Linked DNA regions of Mus musculus: regions 1 and 3 are each linked to region 2. Evidence: chromatin contacts called from public promoter capture Hi-C data. All regions are on one chromosome and are shown on one strand. Each heading gives the region's core, a stretch centred on a gene start, on an enhancer-like site or on the middle of the called end of the contact. The rest is flanking DNA. Distances are from core to core; before and after follow the strand shown. Region 1 holds the start of Zfp523 (zinc finger protein 523). Region 2 holds the start of Ergic1 (endoplasmic reticulum-golgi intermediate compartment (ERGIC) 1). Region 3 holds the start of Ilrun (inflammation and lipid regulator with UBA-like and NBR1-like domains).

What was found. Promoter capture Hi-C pulls out the DNA fragments that hold promoters and counts their contacts.
Region 1: a promoter capture Hi-C map of liver shows a contact between it and region 2, with 2.0 times the contacts expected there. The contact joins the promoter of Zfp523 here to the promoter of Ergic1 in region 2. A contact is called at or near these places in 2 of 39 promoter capture datasets (liver and pre-B cells).
Region 3: a contact with region 2 is called in a promoter capture Hi-C map of pre-B cells, with 4 times the contacts expected there. The contact joins the promoter of Ilrun here to the promoter of Ergic1 in region 2. A contact is called at or near these places in 2 of 39 promoter capture datasets (liver and pre-B cells).

Annotation. Positions count from the first base shown.
Region 1 is chr17:28,175,829-28,178,528 of GRCm38.p6, forward strand. Zfp523 (zinc finger protein 523) reads left to right here and starts at 1,368. Exons shown (of 14, transcript NM_001357995.1): 1 at 1,368-1,697.
Region 2 is chr17:26,560,220-26,562,919 of GRCm38.p6, forward strand. It overlaps Ergic1 (endoplasmic reticulum-golgi intermediate compartment (ERGIC) 1), which reads left to right and starts at 1,293. Exons shown (of 10, transcript NM_026170.3): 1 at 1,293-1,413. The coding sequence starts at 1,394. It overlaps 1700049J03Rik (a long non-coding RNA gene), which reads right to left. Exons shown (of 4, transcript XR_001782188.2): 1 at 1,871-2,700.
Region 3 is chr17:27,819,250-27,822,057 of GRCm38.p6, forward strand. It overlaps Ilrun (inflammation and lipid regulator with UBA-like and NBR1-like domains), which reads right to left and starts at 1,293. Exons shown (of 5, transcript NM_001033279.3): 1 at 928-1,293. The coding sequence starts at 1,085.

The DNA of each region.
Region 1 (2,700 bases), core at 118-2,617, 1.6 Mb after region 2:
AACTCTTGCCAGCCCTGATGGTGAACTCTTGACCCTCCTGGTTTCACCTCCCCAGTGCAGGGGATTACAGTTGTACACCACCGTGTCTGGCTTTCTTGCTGTATTTCTAACCAATAATCCGTGCTATAAAACCCTGGAAAGATCCCATGTGTGTCGTGCTAGGATGGCAGAGCTGGCTCTAACTGGGTATATACTAGGGCACCAGGTGGAAATTCCAGTACCACACTGGGACCTCGGGGTTAACATGCCCGTGCCAAGGCTCCTCCCCCTTCATCTTCTTATTTTTAATTGGAAGCTTATTTTCTCTCAATTTCTGAAAATATCCTGAACCACAATTCCTCCCTGCTTGGAAGAGAGATAATAAAAAGAACTTTTAAAGTTAGGTGTCAGGTGTAAAGATGAGGCAGGAGGATCACAAGTTCAAGGCCACCTTGGGATCCACAGTTTGAGTCCAAAAAAAGGACAAAACTATGGAAAAACAGAGAAGAAAGGGGGCACTTGGTTTTGTTCCTCACACTGCTACCCTATCAAGGGGACCTGTTGGTTTTGGGGAGCTGATGGAGGAATGAATGAACGCCCAAGAACCTGAGAAGACTCTCGGGGCGTTGTCCCTCAGGGGTCGACCATCAGAGTGTCATTTCTCAGGGAAGGCAGTAGAAGGAAGCAAGTGTTGTCAGGGAACCTTCCTTCAGAGAGAATCATCCCTCAGGAAGATGAGTCGAGCAGAGGGGAACGTCAGGGCCCTTCCTCAGGGGACAGGATGGGTGCACCATCCCTCATAAACACTCACGTTCCCCAGGGCATATGGGAAAAGCCAGTACTGCAGGGAGAATTGTCCCGCAGGAAGGACTGTCAGGGCTCCATCCTTCATAATGCTGTCCCCCCACCCCCACCCCTCGGGCATCTTCCCACAAAGTGCAGGAAGGATTGTCCCTCGGGGTGCAGTCCATGCAGAAGGACCATCTCTCACGGAGACTGTCCACAGGGAGGACCGTCCCTAAGTCCCTCAGGGTGCTGAGCCCCAGTTCACCTTCTGACAGAGCGGGAGAGAAGCGTCCCTTAGGGTGAAGTCCCAGGGGGAGGACCATCCAGCAGAGATGACTGTCGGGACGCCATCCCTTGGGGCGCCGTTGCACAGGGCGCTGGGAGGACTGTCCCTCGGAGTCCCATCCCCTCCAGGCGTCTGGTCACCGTCCTCTGCAGGAACCACCTAGAGATACCTGCAATGGCTTCCTCCCGAGCAGCCCACCGCCGCTCGATTTTTTCCCCCGTTGCTATGGCGACCGCGGCTTCCACCCGGCGTCGTGACGTCATCACGCCCTCCCCGGGCGCCCGGGCTGGCGAGGCCGCGTCACCCGGCGGCCAGCGGAGAGAAGAGCGAGGCGGAGCTCCGAGGCTCGCCTGAGGAGACTCGGCGGCCTGGGCTCCGGGGCCCGGGAACCGGGATAAGCAGGCCGGCCGCCGCGGCGGAGGGGGGCGGGCTGGAGCGTGGCCCCGCGCTGGTCATCCGGGTTCCGGGGCCCGGCGGAGGCCGCGCCGGGAGCGAGAGGGAAGTGCGGCCGCCCTGGAACCTGGATATCGCGCGAGGCAAGCCGCGCGCGGGCGGGCTATGGCGCAGGCGGGTTGCGGGGCCGGCGCTGGTGGCAGGGCCCGGTGCATGGTGGTCTGTCGGCGGAGTCGCCCTCGGGGGCTGTCAGGTTGGTGGCCGCGGGAAGAGTGGGTCCACCGTGCCCCGAGGCGGGAGGCTGGGCGAACGCGGGGCCCCGGGAAGGTCCGGAGCCCGTCGTGCCCACCCTCCTCGGTCCCTGGCCTGGCGGCTGGGCCTCCCTGGACGGCGGCCTGGCCCCACCCCCACCCAGGGTCCCTGCCCCTCCATCCCGCCCTGAGACTCCTCCCCCAGGACTCCCAAACCCCGCCCTCCTCCTCCTCCTTGACCCCATACACACACTCCTGACCCCCAGACCTCACAAGGCGACCCCCAATTCATTGAGTGCTAACCCCAGCCCTGCTTCTGGACCCTCCAGTCTCAGTGCTGATACAATCATTACATGGCTTCCAAGAGGCCCGTAGTCCCTAGTGACCCCCTAGACTACCCTCTGTGGGCACCCCTTAGTCCTCTCCTGGCTTCTGCAAACCAGACTCGGGCTGTTTCCCACCCACTCATCCACATAACTCGTGATCTTCGCCCCGTAACACCATGATCATCTCACCCTCCTGACATCCCTCTTTAACCCCCCCCCCCGCCCCCAGCCTCCAGTGTCAATCAGCACATACATAACTTATGCCCACTGCCATGCCACCGTTGTGGTGATCAAGAGTAAATGGAAATGAAGTATCATTTGAGGCAGGAAAGGATTCTAGATTGAGTGTGTGGTTCAAGTTCAAATTCTATCATGTTGAGCTTTGGAAACCTTGGTGGAGGTCCTTTCCTTACGGTGGACTTGAGTTTCTGATCAGAACTGTGATGAGATTGAGTTTGGTGATTCCCCAATGTTTCTTTCTATTAAAATTCTGCAATTCTTAGTCAAGACAAAAATAGCGAACTTTTTTCTACGCTGCCTCAGAAATGTAGTCCTTGTAACCTCACCCTCCCACCCCCACTCCCAACCTGGGTCTACTGGCTTTACCGAACAGTATTTCTTCATTCCTGTGATTGTCTACACTCTGCCCCCTCAATTGGACTCTATCAGTTTGTAAAGC
Region 2 (2,700 bases), core at 43-2,542:
GGGCCGGGCGTGGTGGCGCACGCCTTTAATCCCAGCAGAGGGAGGTGGATTTCTGAGTTCGAGGCCAGCCTGGTCTACAAAGTGAGTTCCAGGACAACCAGAGCTATACAGAGAAACCCTGTCTCAAAAAAACCAAACAAAAAAAAAAAAAAAAAAAAAAAAAAAAAAAAAAAAAAAAAAAAAAGAACCATGAAGCAGAAACTGAAGCAGAGACCTGTGGAGGATGGAAGGCTGCTAATGGGCTCCACTGCTCATATGCAGTAGCTTTCTGATCCCAGGATCCCATCCTAGGAATGTTGCTACCCATAGAGGGCTGGGCCTTCCTACATCATTACTTAGGAACTAAGAAAACTTTACACACATACAAGCCCTTAGGCTAATGTAGTGGAGCCATTTCTTCAATCTCTTCCAGGTATGTCAGATTGACAACTAAGACCAGCCAATCACAAAAAGTTTAGAGTTCAGCTGCCTCCTCCTCTAGCCCAGCAAGTTGAGGGAGGTTTTCCTCTGTACTTCTGTGTTTCTGAGAATGGAGGCTCCTAGGGGCAATCAGCGGTATGTTACCATTTCTAACCGTGCAAACTCAGAGCCTCTGGATAACCCTGCAAGTTCCTGACTTCAGGTTGGTAGATGCTCAACGAGTACTGGTTGGCATCAATCCCGAAGAAAGATGATAGAAGTGGCTAGCTAAGCCCAACTCTAACAGGTGGAGAAGCTGTCACTAGATGCCAGGCTGTTCACTAAAGCAGGGCCCCAACTACCTCCTTTGATACCTATGAAAAGTTGAAAAGTGGGATTAACAGTTATACAGATAGAGAAAGGGGTGGTGGTGGATCTCGGGAGCCAGATGGCTTTTCCTAAGAAGCAAGGGATGGGTGGGAGGTGGGTGGACTTTCTCAATCTAGGACTGCGTTGCCCATCCCCCAGTTTTAACCTTCACCCAGAACTAGCACCAAGCATGGACCCGCAATTTGTAGCATTTTTCTCTGATCTTCACAACGCAATGGCTTTGTTTTACAAGCACAAAACCCACTGCCTGAGGCAGAGCGATTTGTCCTGAGGCCCCACTTACGCTAGGAAAAAAGATCAGAGGCCAAAAAGAACCAAAGCGGGAGTCTTGGAGACCTGGGCTTGGGTAGCATCCCACTCTCGGGCCTTCCCATTCAGCGGGCCCTCGGGCCCCTTTAATGGGGCGGCGGAAGGGGCGGCCGGTGGATGTGGCGGCGCCCAATGGGCTGCGTGGAGCGTCACTTCCCGGCGGCGGGAGGCGAGTGGCGAGTGTCGGGCAGGCTGGCGGGGGCGGGGCGGCCGAGGAGGCGTTGGCAGCGGGCTCGGACCCACGCGGCGCTGCGGCCCGCCTGGCCTGCAACGCTCCCACCGGCTCGGCGGCACGATGCCCTTTGACTTCAGGAGGTGAGTGAGGCCCCGGGCCCGAGGCCCTCTGCAGCCGGCGACGACCACCCCCCACCCCCCGTTACGTGCAAATGCGACCCTGGTGCACTGTGCACGCCTCGGCAGGCCCTAGGGGACCGCGGCCTTCCTCGGGGTTCGAGCCCTACCCCCACCCCTCGTGCAGCCCTGGCAAGCCCTCGCACTCTGTTTTCCACGGCGCGGTGTCCCCAGCTTGCCCCTGACATCTTTCATTCCCCTCCCCCAACCTGGGAACCAAATCTCCTCCCAAATCCCAAATAAAAGGAGCTCAGGCATCCTCAGGCTTTCTCCCCAGTCTTCCCTAGTGGACCCTGTCCTGGCTGACAGGTGGGGCCGCGCGCCTGGCTTTGCCCGGTGGGATCTGAGGGCTGCAGCCCCATTCAATCTGGCAGCAGTTGGAGAAGCTTAGTTCTTCAGAGCCTGAGAATCCTCTACCTACCAGATGTGGAGGCCTGTTCCCGCAAGCCATGGGGACAGTGCGGGAAGAGGAGGATGCTGGGATCTCGAGGTTCTGCAGAAGGTTCTTTGCCTCCTGGAACACCATTGTATAGGGCCAGGCCTTCTGGAAGCCTGCATGGGAAGGGCCTCCCCACCAGACATTCCCTTGACATAAGACGCTCTGAGATGCTCTGGGCTGTTGGGATACTTTGGAGCAAAAGGATTAGAAGCCTGGCTGTACCTCTCTACCCAGCTGCTTAGTAGATTCTCAATGTTAGAAGCAAAGGCTTAGGGTGCAGCCCCTCACCGCTCAGCTGGCTAACCCCAGCAGGTGTCTGGGCATGCTCAAAATATTGGTTTCACCTCTTGCAAATTGGTACTAAAAATAAGGTCACCACCTGAAAGACAGGGATTGTAAGGCACCCCTGACCCAGTCTCCATCACATGGAACTCAGAAGTAGGGCATCTGTGACTGAGGAGATCTGTGAGCGCTCCCCACAGCCAGAGAACGGGTATTCCTCCATTGGTCACAGTTTCCCCTCATCCTCCCCCTCTTACTGATGTGTATAGAGGCAGAACAGAGTGACAACCAATCTAAAAACGGCCCAAGATTCGGATCATGTGGTGGCATATGGGCAACCTGGGGTCAGGGCCCAGAGAGGACATTGGTTTCAGACCTCTTAACCAGCCAAAGTGGTTTTTAGCTCACTCTGGGCACTGGTACTATCTGGCAAACCAGCTTCCTGCTTGCTTGAGGTAGCCCCGGGGTCCATACCTGGGCTTAGACAAAAGCATACAGACCATGGTAGCTTTGAACCGAGAGGGCTTTGA
Region 3 (2,808 bases), core at 43-2,542, 1.3 Mb after region 2:
GCTCAAATCCCGATTAGTTGCTTCACCTGAGAGCCTTTCAAAGGCCGTCTAATGGTCTCCAGTCTAATGGTTAAATTCCCGAGTGAACTTAACAATCCCTACTTGGAGACCAAGAGAAAGTATTCTTGCTTATCAAAAACAGCAAGTGCTGCTCTAAGAACCAAGACACACGTCGGTGCCTGGAGACAGCTCCACTTCAGCCTGTACAACCCAACTACAAGCCAGAACCCCTGGCCCCCAACCTATACATTTCTCAGTTTTCTGTCAACTAAGCCCATCCAATCAGTAAGCTCGTCAAAGTTCCCAAGGCCAAGCCTCTGCCCAGCACGCCAGTGTCTTCACAAAGTTCCTGCCTCCAAGATCAGCTTCCCTCCACTTTCTGAAGACTTTTCCCAGTCCTCGTCGCAGGCCTGGCGCTCCGGCGCCTCCATTAGATGTCACTTCTCCCTGGCACAACTCTTCCTTTCTCACCATACTCAGTTGATTATAATTTGTGTTCCCTCCGCCGCAAAAGTCGTTTTCGCCCTTATCTCCTCAAAGAGACACAAGATCTATTCTCAGCTCCGAGACCTCTCCCGCGCCCAGAGTTCGACCTCAGCACCTAACACACTCCCTCGAGTTTCCACACCGTTCTGTCATCCTCAGCTCCTACACTTCGCACCTATTTAAAAGGAAAACACTTCGCAACTCTCGTTTCCTGTGCTTTCTACTCCCAGAACACACGCTTTTCGCCCCAGATCGACTCCCCTGGCTTCCACCTCACCACTTCTCCCCTCTTCCCATGTTCTTCGGGCTCTGACTCCCTGCCACCTCCCGGCCTGGGCCCTGCCCTGCCCGGGAGTACTCCACGAGCGGGCTCCGGTGTTTTTGCCCTCGGGGCCGCGAGGCCGCTGCCAGCAGGATTGGCTCCGCGTGGGGCGGACTCACCAGTTGGTCATGTCCAGGAAGAAGGCGCAGCCGGCCGGGTTGAGCTGGAAGCCGAGTAGCCGCTGGAACTCGGAGATGAGCACGTCCTTGTCTGTGGTGCCCAGGCAGCTGAACTTCTGCATGAGCTCCGGATCCAAGTCCACGTCCATGCCCTCCATGGCGGGGGGCCCGGACGCACAGCTTCCACCGCCCCGACCTGCTTCTCCACGGGCGGCCGCCGCGCCCGGGCCCGAGCCCACGAAGGGCGGCCCGCTGCTGGCCGGCGCCGCGCGCACTGCTCCGAGACAGGCCCCAGGCCTCTCACCGCCTCATGGGCTGCGCGCGCCGCGCCGAGCCGCGCCGCACCGCACCGCTCGCTCCTCTCTCGCTGGCTCTGGGGCTCGCGCTCCCCCCCCTCCCACCCCCCCCAGCGCCCGCCTCCGCCGCCGCCGCTGCTGCCGCCGCGGTTCGCAGCACCGCCGCCTCCGCCTCCTCCCGGGCCGCGCCCAACGCGCACGCGCGGGGCCGCTCGGACCCCGCCCCTTCCTCTCCCGAAAGCCCGCCTTCAGTGACGTCATAACTCGGTGACGTCTCTCGCGTGACCTCACCGCGACAGAGCGGAGGGGGCAGGAAACGGGAAGCCGGAAAGAGCGGATACTGGGCGGGTCTCTGTCCTCGCCTGAGTCCCCACACTGCGTGGGAGGAGTCACGAGTCTGAGAGGTGCTTCGGAGACGAGCGACCCCACCCATGCTCAGGCTGGGAACCCGAAGTCGCCACAGGAACAGAGGCTGGGACTGGGGCAAAGGGCAAAGGGCAGCACAGAGCGGACTCTTGCTGCTCCGCTCTCAGGGGACTTAGTATTCAAACAGACATTTTCCCAAGGTCGCGGCGGTGCACGCTTAGTCTCTGGATTCTGACCTGAGTTTCTCATGACTGCCTATGTTACTATGCAACCTTAGCATTACGTTTCCAGAAAATAAAGGCAGCCTAATGCAAGCACCAGTTACAGGTCAGAGGAACCGATCCTCTGCAAAGAAAGGTCAATACCCTAGAATTTAGCAAATCTTGTTCTGTCTCTAAAATCCACGACCAAAAAAATGACTGTAGACAGTATCCAGTGTATCTACTAATGTGAGGCTCCATTTGAAGCTGAAGGATTAAGAAGCTCAGCTGTGGAGAGACTCATCTGCCCGTTCTGTCACCAAGTATTTTCTCAGTGTCACCTGTTAGATATGACTAGGTACAGGGATGGGGGTGGGTAAGAAACTGGGCAACTGGGGACTTGGCTTAAGCTGTTTCCCCGAAGGTATGAAGACCTGGGTTCCTGAGAGCAGAGATACTTCGCTCTTGCATATAAGGCCTGGCTGACAGCCAAGGGTGGCGGCACTGGGGAGGCAGGCAAATTTCTGTGTGTTTGATGCCAGCCAGAGATACTCTAGACCCTGCCTTTAAAAAATAAACCACCCCAGCACTCAAGAGGCAGAGGCGGGCTTTCTTCCTGGAGTTGCCTTTGATCTCATCCTCCTACCCCTACTTGCTGGGATAACTACTGTCACAACTACTTCTGAAAAGAGACTCAACTGAAGTCAGTGGGCCTGGGAGGAGGCTCAAAATCGCCTGGTGATTGTTATCATATCCAAATTTCAGAGCAGAACCTTGAGCAAATGCAGTTATTGCTGATAGTTTGCTCAACAGTTCAACCTGATTAAAGATTGACAAAATATGTTTACGGATGTGTTTGAATTGTGTCTATCTCATGAACAGCAGCTGTGAGATCATGAGGACCAGAGCTCAGGGTTATCAGTGTGACAGTTTGTGTATTCCTACCGTTGGCAGTGCTTCAGACACTCTCTTCTCCTTAGTCATGGTTTCTTAGGACATAAACTACCAGGTTAGCTTCA